2 separate regions of the Mus musculus genome follow, and region 1 is linked to region 2. The links are chromatin contacts, called in public promoter capture Hi-C maps. All regions are on one chromosome and are shown on one strand. Each heading gives the region's core, a stretch centred on a gene start, on an enhancer-like site or on the middle of the called end of the contact. The rest is flanking DNA. Distances are from core to core; before and after follow the strand shown. Region 1 has its middle 17 kb from the start of 1700113B09Rik. Region 2 has its middle 6.9 kb from the start of 4930533K18Rik.

What was found. Promoter capture Hi-C pulls out the DNA fragments that hold promoters and counts their contacts.
Region 1: a promoter capture Hi-C map of hippocampal neurons shows a contact between it and region 2, with 2.7 times the contacts expected there. The contact joins two enhancer-like sites. A contact is called at or near these places in 6 of 39 promoter capture datasets (the 3T3-L1 cell line, cranial neural crest, hippocampal neurons and 2 more), 1 of 484 Hi-C or Micro-C datasets (cortical neurons) and 2 of 115 datasets of contacts at active chromatin or transcription factors (embryonic fibroblasts and embryonic stem cells).

What each region holds. Positions count from the first base shown.
Region 1 is chr10:71,216,516-71,220,381 of GRCm38.p6, forward strand. No RefSeq gene overlaps it. Among named protein-coding and RNA genes, the nearest start is that of 1700113B09Rik, 17 kb to the left of the region's middle. Within about 2 kb of position 1,931, at least 37 of the 459 cell types and tissues checked have an H3K27ac peak or open chromatin away from gene starts, as enhancers often do. A contact at or near this core is called in hippocampal neurons, where this site is marked.
Region 2 is chr10:70,859,634-70,863,830 of GRCm38.p6, forward strand. No RefSeq gene overlaps it. Among named protein-coding and RNA genes, the nearest start is that of 4930533K18Rik, 6.9 kb to the right of the region's middle. Within about 2 kb of position 1,743, at least 38 of the 459 cell types and tissues checked have an H3K27ac peak or open chromatin away from gene starts, as enhancers often do. A contact at or near this core is called in hippocampal neurons, where this site is marked.

The DNA.
Region 1 (3,866 bases), core at 681-3,180, 360 kb after region 2:
AACCCCAAAACTGTGGAGGCAGAGATGGGATCACCCCTGGGGCTTGTGGATCAACTAGGGTTCACCCAGGACCAGCAGGCAAAAGCAGGAGTTACTGCCTTGACAGGTGTGATTAACCTCGATCTAGAAACTCCCTCACAGACATGCCCAGAGGTTTGTTACCATGGAGATTCTAATCGCCATCAAGGTAACAAGATCAACCATCCTTTCTTTTTCCTTCGTCTTCCAACACATGCTCTTTAGGAACACCCACGATTTCCTACTTAGATGTATCTGCTTCCACCACGGTTCAACTGACACAAAAGGTCTCAGATCTAAGCCCCAGTTTGGGGGCCAGTGAGATGGGCCAGCTATAAGGGCAACTAGTGCCAAGCGTCTAACCTGAGTTTGAGCCTGGATCCCCACATGCTATACAGAGAGAGAATGCTGCAAGTTGTTACAAGTTGTCCTATGACCTACACACACACACACACACACACACACAGCCCGTACCTCTTTGTTTTTCCCACTATTCTGGCATCCAGCAAGCCCCCAGCTTTCCTCCTATCTCTGTCCCCCAGTGCTGGGCTTATAAGCACACACAGCTATTCTCAGTCGCTTCATGTGTGTGCTGAGTCCTTCTGCAAGCGTAAATTCTCTTACCCACTGAGCTATCTATGCAGCTCCAGGTTCTATATTTCTAATGCTGGTCTGAGAACCACAGCAGGGAACCCAGGCCAGCTGGGCTTCACACACAGGAAGCCCTGGGAGGTAGATGAGGATATCAGCAGCTCCCCTCAAACCTGTCTGGCTCGCTGTGGACCCCAGGCAAGCCATGCTAGACTGTGAGCAGGCTCAGCTCCTGATAACCCACTCTAGGCTGTCTCCATGTCTAAGTCGGTGCTTGTTAGAAGAGCTGGGGCTATAAGCTTGACCTTCAGCGTTGGCCCTGTCACCCACCATATCCCTGTGCCATTAGCGGGAGGGGGAGGGAGGCAGTCACTCCCTGTGGAAGCAGGGACAAGTCACAGTGGTCATGAAGGAAGTGTGGCTTCACGGTGGGACGCCCTCTGAGTCACCTAATGGGACTCAGTCAGAGACCCAGATGACAGTGCTGGATTCAGGTTATAGCTGTTGCTCACCTTCAGCCGCTGTATCACTCGGGGTCAGTGTCAGAGATAAAACCCACTTTAATTAAATAGGAAGAGACTGAAGGAATGCAGGAGACTGGCTCCAGACAAAATAGGAAGGCCAGAAAAGCGCACATGCTCGTGTGTGTGTGTGTGTGTGTGTGTGTGTGTGTGTGTGTGTGAGTGTGTGTGAGAGAGAGAGTGTGTGTGTGTGCGTGTGCATGCGCGCGCTCAGGAAGCAGAGAGAAGCGCTAGGAACTGGCCTCTGCGGTGCAGACAGCCAGCCCTGCTATAACCAAGATGGTGGAGTCAGAAAACTGTTCCTGGGACTGACAGCGGTCAGGGAGCGAGGCTGCCTTCAAAGCTGTCTCCTTCGAAGCCACACTGCTGCTACGAAAAACCCTTGCCTGCCCACACGCGGTGCCTCGTCACCCTTGAAGCCAGCAACTAAGTAGCTAGGGAAAGCATACTTCCTCCACACGTAGACCGCTGTGCCTTCCAAATGTTCCGTGGCCTGTCTGAGGAGCCACACTGCAATCACATCTGGGACCTCTGTTTCCCGACCCTTGTAAGTACTGGAGACATGTCAGGAGGCGCAGGAAGAGCTAAGGCACCAGGAACCTCAGCCAGCTCCCTGTATCTTTGGAGGAATTGGGGGTGGGGGTGGGGAGTAGGCTATTACCTGAACAGGAAAAGGTATCTCCTGGCTTAAAAACAGAGGCAACTGAGCAAGAAGAGAGATGTGTATAGCCCCAGGGACTTGAGCTGGTCATCAGCCTGAGCCCTTGGATTTGTCAAATGCTGCCTTCTGCTGCCCTCTAGTGTTTGCGGAACAAACTGCTTCTCCACCTGATACTAAGAACTCCCCCGATGCCAGGAAAAGCCTCCCAGACTAGTCGACAAAATTACAACTCATCTGATCAGTTGACATTCGGGTCACACTTGCCCCAAATGTTACTGTCTTAGCTCTCCTGCTGTAAGATATTTATCCTCTGTAATTAGAGGGGTTCATGATGTCATGGTTCTGGTGGGCTATGGCTTCCCAGGAAGCCGTACTAGAAAGCATCTGATTTGTTGCACATTTGCTTGTCTTGACAAAGCCCTGAGCCCTGCCCCCACCCCACCCGTCATCTCCACGGTTGGAGATTGGAGGGTAAGATCTGTGTTTTTTTTCAGGACTCAGCCAGTAAGAAACAAGTGGCCGTCAACAAGCAGAGTCTTGAAATGACAGACTTGTTACCAACCAACAAACTGAAGTCATTGTGTTGACAGTTTTCAATCTAGAGACTCGATGTACCAATCAGAATTGTGGAGTCTGATCTGCTGAAGTATCCTGCCTGCCTCCCTGGTTAGGTCCCCAGTGTTGCATCTGGGATTCCACAGGATGGAGGGTCTGTCTGTCTGGCCCAGTGGGTAAGACTGGGAGCTGCTACTCCTGGATTAGCCTTCCATCACCGTCTCTCTCTTTCCCTCATCATCATTTGTGTTAAACTAGAGCCTGCTTTTAGATCTTCCTATAAGGAAGACGGCCGAGAGCAGGTCTCTTTGGACAATTTGGTTCTGTCCACAGTAGGGCAGAGGTCAGCAGCACATTTATCAACTCTCCCTTTGCCTACGGCCCCTTCAGCACACAATTCTCTTTAAGTCTCTACCCAGTCGGCTTCCAAATGGGTCTTCAAAACTGCCCTGAGTGTGGCTTCAGTGCCTTTTGTGAGAACTGTCTCTACCCCAACACCACGCTCTCTGAGAACCTCTAAATATTTGCAAACACTTTGACACAGTTTCAAACCACCGCAAGCTGGAGATGTCAACAGAAACCACTTCTTAAATATTCTGCTTAGCCAGCAAAGCCTTTTAGCTTCCAGGTGCCTGGGCTGTCCCCTTCCTGCCTCTCCGAAGCACCAGGCTGTTAGGAGAAAGGCATTTATTTGCAAACAAGGCCAGACAGAGATCAGAGGTCCCCTGCATGGCTTGGGGACACACACCACACTGTCATCACACACATCTGCTGTTTGCTTTCCTCCTGGGGAAGAGATGGGCTCCCCTTGAGGCAGAGATGATGAAAGGCTGCAGGGGGGTAGGGGTGAAGGCATGGGGGGACGGGACAGGGTGACAGCAAGCTTGAAGCTGCATGTGGGGTCAGGGCCTGTGTACTCAGGTCTCTTGGAGGTTGATCTGCTGATCTACTTCAAGGCTTTGGAATCGGAATCCCGGGATGTCGTCCCGCTGGGTTCTCAGGGGAAATTCTCAAGGGCTTGAGGTGGTGGCCTAGCCACAGAAGTGAGACCATAGAGGGACAAACACTTAGAAAAAGAGGCAGTCTCACGCTGTTGTTATGATGAGAACAACTGCCAGACCCCTGTGATGAGCGGGACAGAGGACAGGAGTGTGCCTCTGAGGGACAAGTCAGGGTGGCATAAACAATCATATCATTTGCAGAGAGAATTTCCTGGAAACAAATCAAGGTAGCTGCTACAATACCACAACATGCATTCAGTTAAAGATTATTTGGACCCACATTGCTAGCTGGTGTGTAGATGGAACCACCTGTGCCTGCGACTACAGCGCCACAGATCACAAGTCACAGATGCGAATGCTAATACTCTGCTTTAACAAATCCATCTGGATCACTTAGGAGCAGAAAATGAGATGTGTGAGTCTATTCATTGAAGTGGGTTCTGTAATGCCAAACTTTAGAAACCACCCTTCAATGACCTACTTATGGTATAGCCACAGTGGAACAGGATGCAGTCTAAA
Region 2 (4,197 bases), core at 493-2,992:
GGCTCCACCTGAGGCTTCTGAGTGCTTCCGGTTAGCTGAAGTAAGGATGAGTTCTAGGACAGATGAGGCCACACAAAGCCTTTTGCCAGTCCTGTCTAGAAACAGACCAATCAATCAATCAATAAGGATGAATTTCCCTGACCAGTTTGCTTCTAAGGATTTTTATCTTTAGGTTATCAACACTGTTTATAAGAAAGTAGGTTAGAGAAACAGAGGTAGACAGTCAGAAGAAACAGAGACACAGACAGAGACAGACAGAGGCAGAGGGGGGGGGCAGAGAAAGACAGAGAGAGAAGGACAGAGACACAGACAGAGACAAACAGAGACAGGTTATTAAATAAAAAAGACACCCATTTCTTAAAGTGTACACCATCAGCGCAGCCCATGTTTTGCAGTGACTGTGTCCATGAGTCCTTCCTCCTCTGTCCTTCCTATGGGCAATTGCCATTTGGGTAAGGACCCAGGATGCTAAGGAATCAGAAAATCGGTCACAGCTTTGCAAGGCTTAGTGTGCTGTTTCTCTGGAGCAGCTGCTGATAGTCCCTGGGCTCATGCCTGGATCTTCTACCTTTGCTTGAAAATGACAAGGCCAGCGTCCTCATGGGCACCCCTTTCTGGACTTTCTTTCCTGTTTCTCCCGGGCAGCCTCACCTTCATCCTCCTGACATGAAACCACAGAACAAAATCATTGGCTTCCTAACATTATTGGTCCACAGTCTGCGTGCTTCCTTCTTTCCCACTCTCTCCAGATGCTCCGTCCTCAAGGCAGAAGATCAACATTAAAAACAGATGCCTTTCCCTCCCATCTTCCTCGTCCTTTAATCCTTCCAACCTGCCCTTGAAACATTTTTTTAAGAGATTTGGAAATCCAACATTGAGACATCCAAATTACAGTTTACCAGATACATTGTTCCAGGATGCAAAGCCAAGTTTGCATTTTGAATTTGAAATCAGATTTTAAAAAGAGCTGTCACACCGTGGCTTCTCATGGCTCCAACCCTGGAGACAGTGCTCCTTTCTCTGCACAGACCCCTCTGTGGCTCCTCTAACTTGATGCTCCCTCCAGGTATGGAAGATAGACTCAGTTTCGTGTGTAGCCTTCCCTATAATGGAGATAAAATGTCCACTCCTTAAATCTTACCCCTGTGGCTTGTGAGACCTGCATTTATCAGGACAGTTTGGACAGACAGAACCACGTTCACAGATTCTGCTAAATATCTTGTTTTACATTTTTGCTTCATGTTCAAATGGCGAGTAGCTATCATCCCTGGGGGGATGGAGGGACAGAGATTTGAGTAGAAATTGGTGCTGAGCCAGGTGCATGTCAGAATGCCTTGCCTTTGTGTGAGAAGAATGATTTTAAATTTCTTCTGCTCATACACCTACTGGGTCCTCCCTCCGATGTCAGACTGGACCCGGGTGCCGAGGTTGTAGGTTATCTAAATTGAGGCTGAGTAGATGTAATAATAGGAGATGTAGAAAGTTTGGCCTCGCCAAGATGTTTCTGAAGAGGCAGCCCCCATGCCTCCCTTCCTTACAGTGAGCTCCTGGCTCCTGGTCTCCTCCAGTATTGACTTCCCTCCCTGCCTTTGCCCAAGGTAGAGTTAGCTGGGCCACCTGTTTTCCCACTAATTTCTCTTCACCTCATTTACATGTTACAAGTTCTCTGTCACCAAGGCAACCAGGAGCAGAGGCAGAGTTGTCAGGGGCACAATGATTTCTCCATCTGGCCAAGCAGCAGCGGTTCTTGCTTGTATTCACTCTGGCAGGGAGACAAATAACAGAATTCGTCCCATCCCCCTCCCTCCACACTCTGGGTCTCAGGAACGACATTTACTCTCAGATTTGCCAGCAATTTATTTCCGCTTCTGATGCCTGATTTGTTTTCTTCGCTTGCTAGCTTACCCTTCCAGTCAATCTGTTACACTTCAAAATTGTCATTTTAGAAAAAGCTTATAAACACATGGTTCGTACAAACACACCTGTTCATGGACCCCTGCCAGTGAATGTATGTGTGTGTGTGTGTGTGTGTGTGTGTGTGTGTGTGTGTGTGTGTGTGTGCTCTGTGAGGGAACACAAGTGCTAAAAAAACCCGCTGATGGTTGTTAATTTTTCTGGGCATTTCTCATGGACAGACAGACAGACATGCTAATTGCACGGTTTTAGTAATGGAATATAAGCTGCAGAAAGTTCCAGATGGGCAGGGATGTTGGCTTTTAATCTTGGTTCTGCCAGCCCCACAGTTACCTGGCAACAGCCAGGTGTGCCTGACTCACTATAAAAGGGGCTGCTCATCCCTCCTCTCTTTCTTACTCTCTTGGTCTTGCTCTGTCCTCTTCCCTTTCTCCCCTCCACCCCCCTTTCTTTCCGTGTGCTCATGACCGGCCTCTCCTCTTCCTCCTCCTCCCCTTCTTCGTCTTCCTCCCCCCCCCCCTCTCTCTCTCTCCCTACCTACCTATCTCTGCCTGTAGCCCCTCAACTCCTCCGTCCCGTGCTCTGAATAAACTCTATTCTATACTATACAGTCTGTGGCTGGTCCCTTAGGGGAAGGGATGCCTCAGCATGGGCCCTCAGAGGCATGCCCTTCCCCCACACCCAACTACACATCCACCAAACATATTCTCCTCTTTATTTTTATAAAACACGACAAGGGCTACTTTAATAGCTTTTGATCTCTTGATAATTTCATCAGTTCAATCATCCTTAAGCTTTGTGTATGTAACAGTACAAAAGACCAACTAGGAGCCTACTCCAATACAAATCACATTATGGGCTCTTTATTTAAGTTCAACAAAACTGGAAGGACAGGAAGGTGGAGCTGCCCCAGCCCAGTTTCCCTGCCAGTATCTATAGAGGCAAGCAAACCAGCAAGGGAGTTTCTAGCCTGGCACACATTTGATTCCGGGAAGGGGTGGTGGGGGGAATGAGGGTAGGGAGTGTTACAGAATGTTATTGTCCTTTAACATAATTGGCTGGTGCTGGGAGCAAACCATAAACTTAACTTCTGCTTTTCTCCTGATTGATGGTTGTTAGGAAGTGAAGTACCAGGGGCAGGCTTGGAACCTGGGGGTGCAGATTTGTTGGGGAGTAACCTGGATGGAACCTAGTGCTAGGAGCCAGCTTGTTAGTTAACTCGAGTTCAGCCTTAGGTCAGGTTCTCTAAGATGGAGCCTAAGCCCCAAAGGTCTGGTCTCTCGTTCACACTCTTGAATTTTAGACCCAGGATACAGCTGTCCATATCTTTTGACATCTATACGCGATAGATACTCTTCCAGTCAACTAGTGCAGGTTTGTCCACTGAAATCAATCTTCTATCTTGCTCACAGTCTTATCCTATCTAGACATTCCCATTTCTGTTACCATGACAAACTTCTTCCACGTTTCCATGTAAAATTCCTTAGTTCACTTTAAAATGTCCTTTCACATCTTTGTGCCCTGAATTGACGTCAACCCTGCGGGCTATACTTTCAAAATATATTCAGAATTCAGACAAGCCAACTAAGCTTCCTTAACCTGGGGTGATCACAGCCATGCTTCCCTGGAATTGTTTCATTCATTTGTTCATACGTTCATTCATTCATTCTTCATTCTCTGTCTCATAAAGTGTAAAGGTAAAGACTAAGCCAGCTCAAATACGCTGTGGAAGATTTCTGTCTCTGTCAAAGCCAAAGCCTTTGTGTGGTTTGTGGAAGTCTAACGGGACTCAGACTCGAATGGAGTCTTTGCTACCCTTTGTCTTTATCTTAGTTGCTTCTTAATTGTTGTGACAAAAATACCTGACAGAAACAATATGAAGAGAAAATATTTTTATTTTGGGATCCTGGTTTCAGGCACCGTGGTCCACAGATGTGTGGCTCTTCACACTATTCTAGTGGCAGGGGCGTGGGACAGAGCACGACTCATCTCATGTCAGATGATGAGCTGTCCCCCCAGTGACATACTTCATCTAGCTAGGTCCCACCTCCCAAAGTTTCCAGAACCACTGGCAGGAGACGAAGCCCCCAACATGTCCAATGCATCTCTGTCACCACAGTTGCTCTAAATTTGTGGTTTTCCCATCTATAAATTCTTTGCATAAGATATCCAGATGCCTGGCTCCTTGGTCTCTCATGGGCTTCAGCTAGGAAAAGAAAAAAAAAAAAAAGGAGCAAAAAGGGAAGGTTGTGTGCGGGAAGCACTGTATAACTGCCTCTTTCA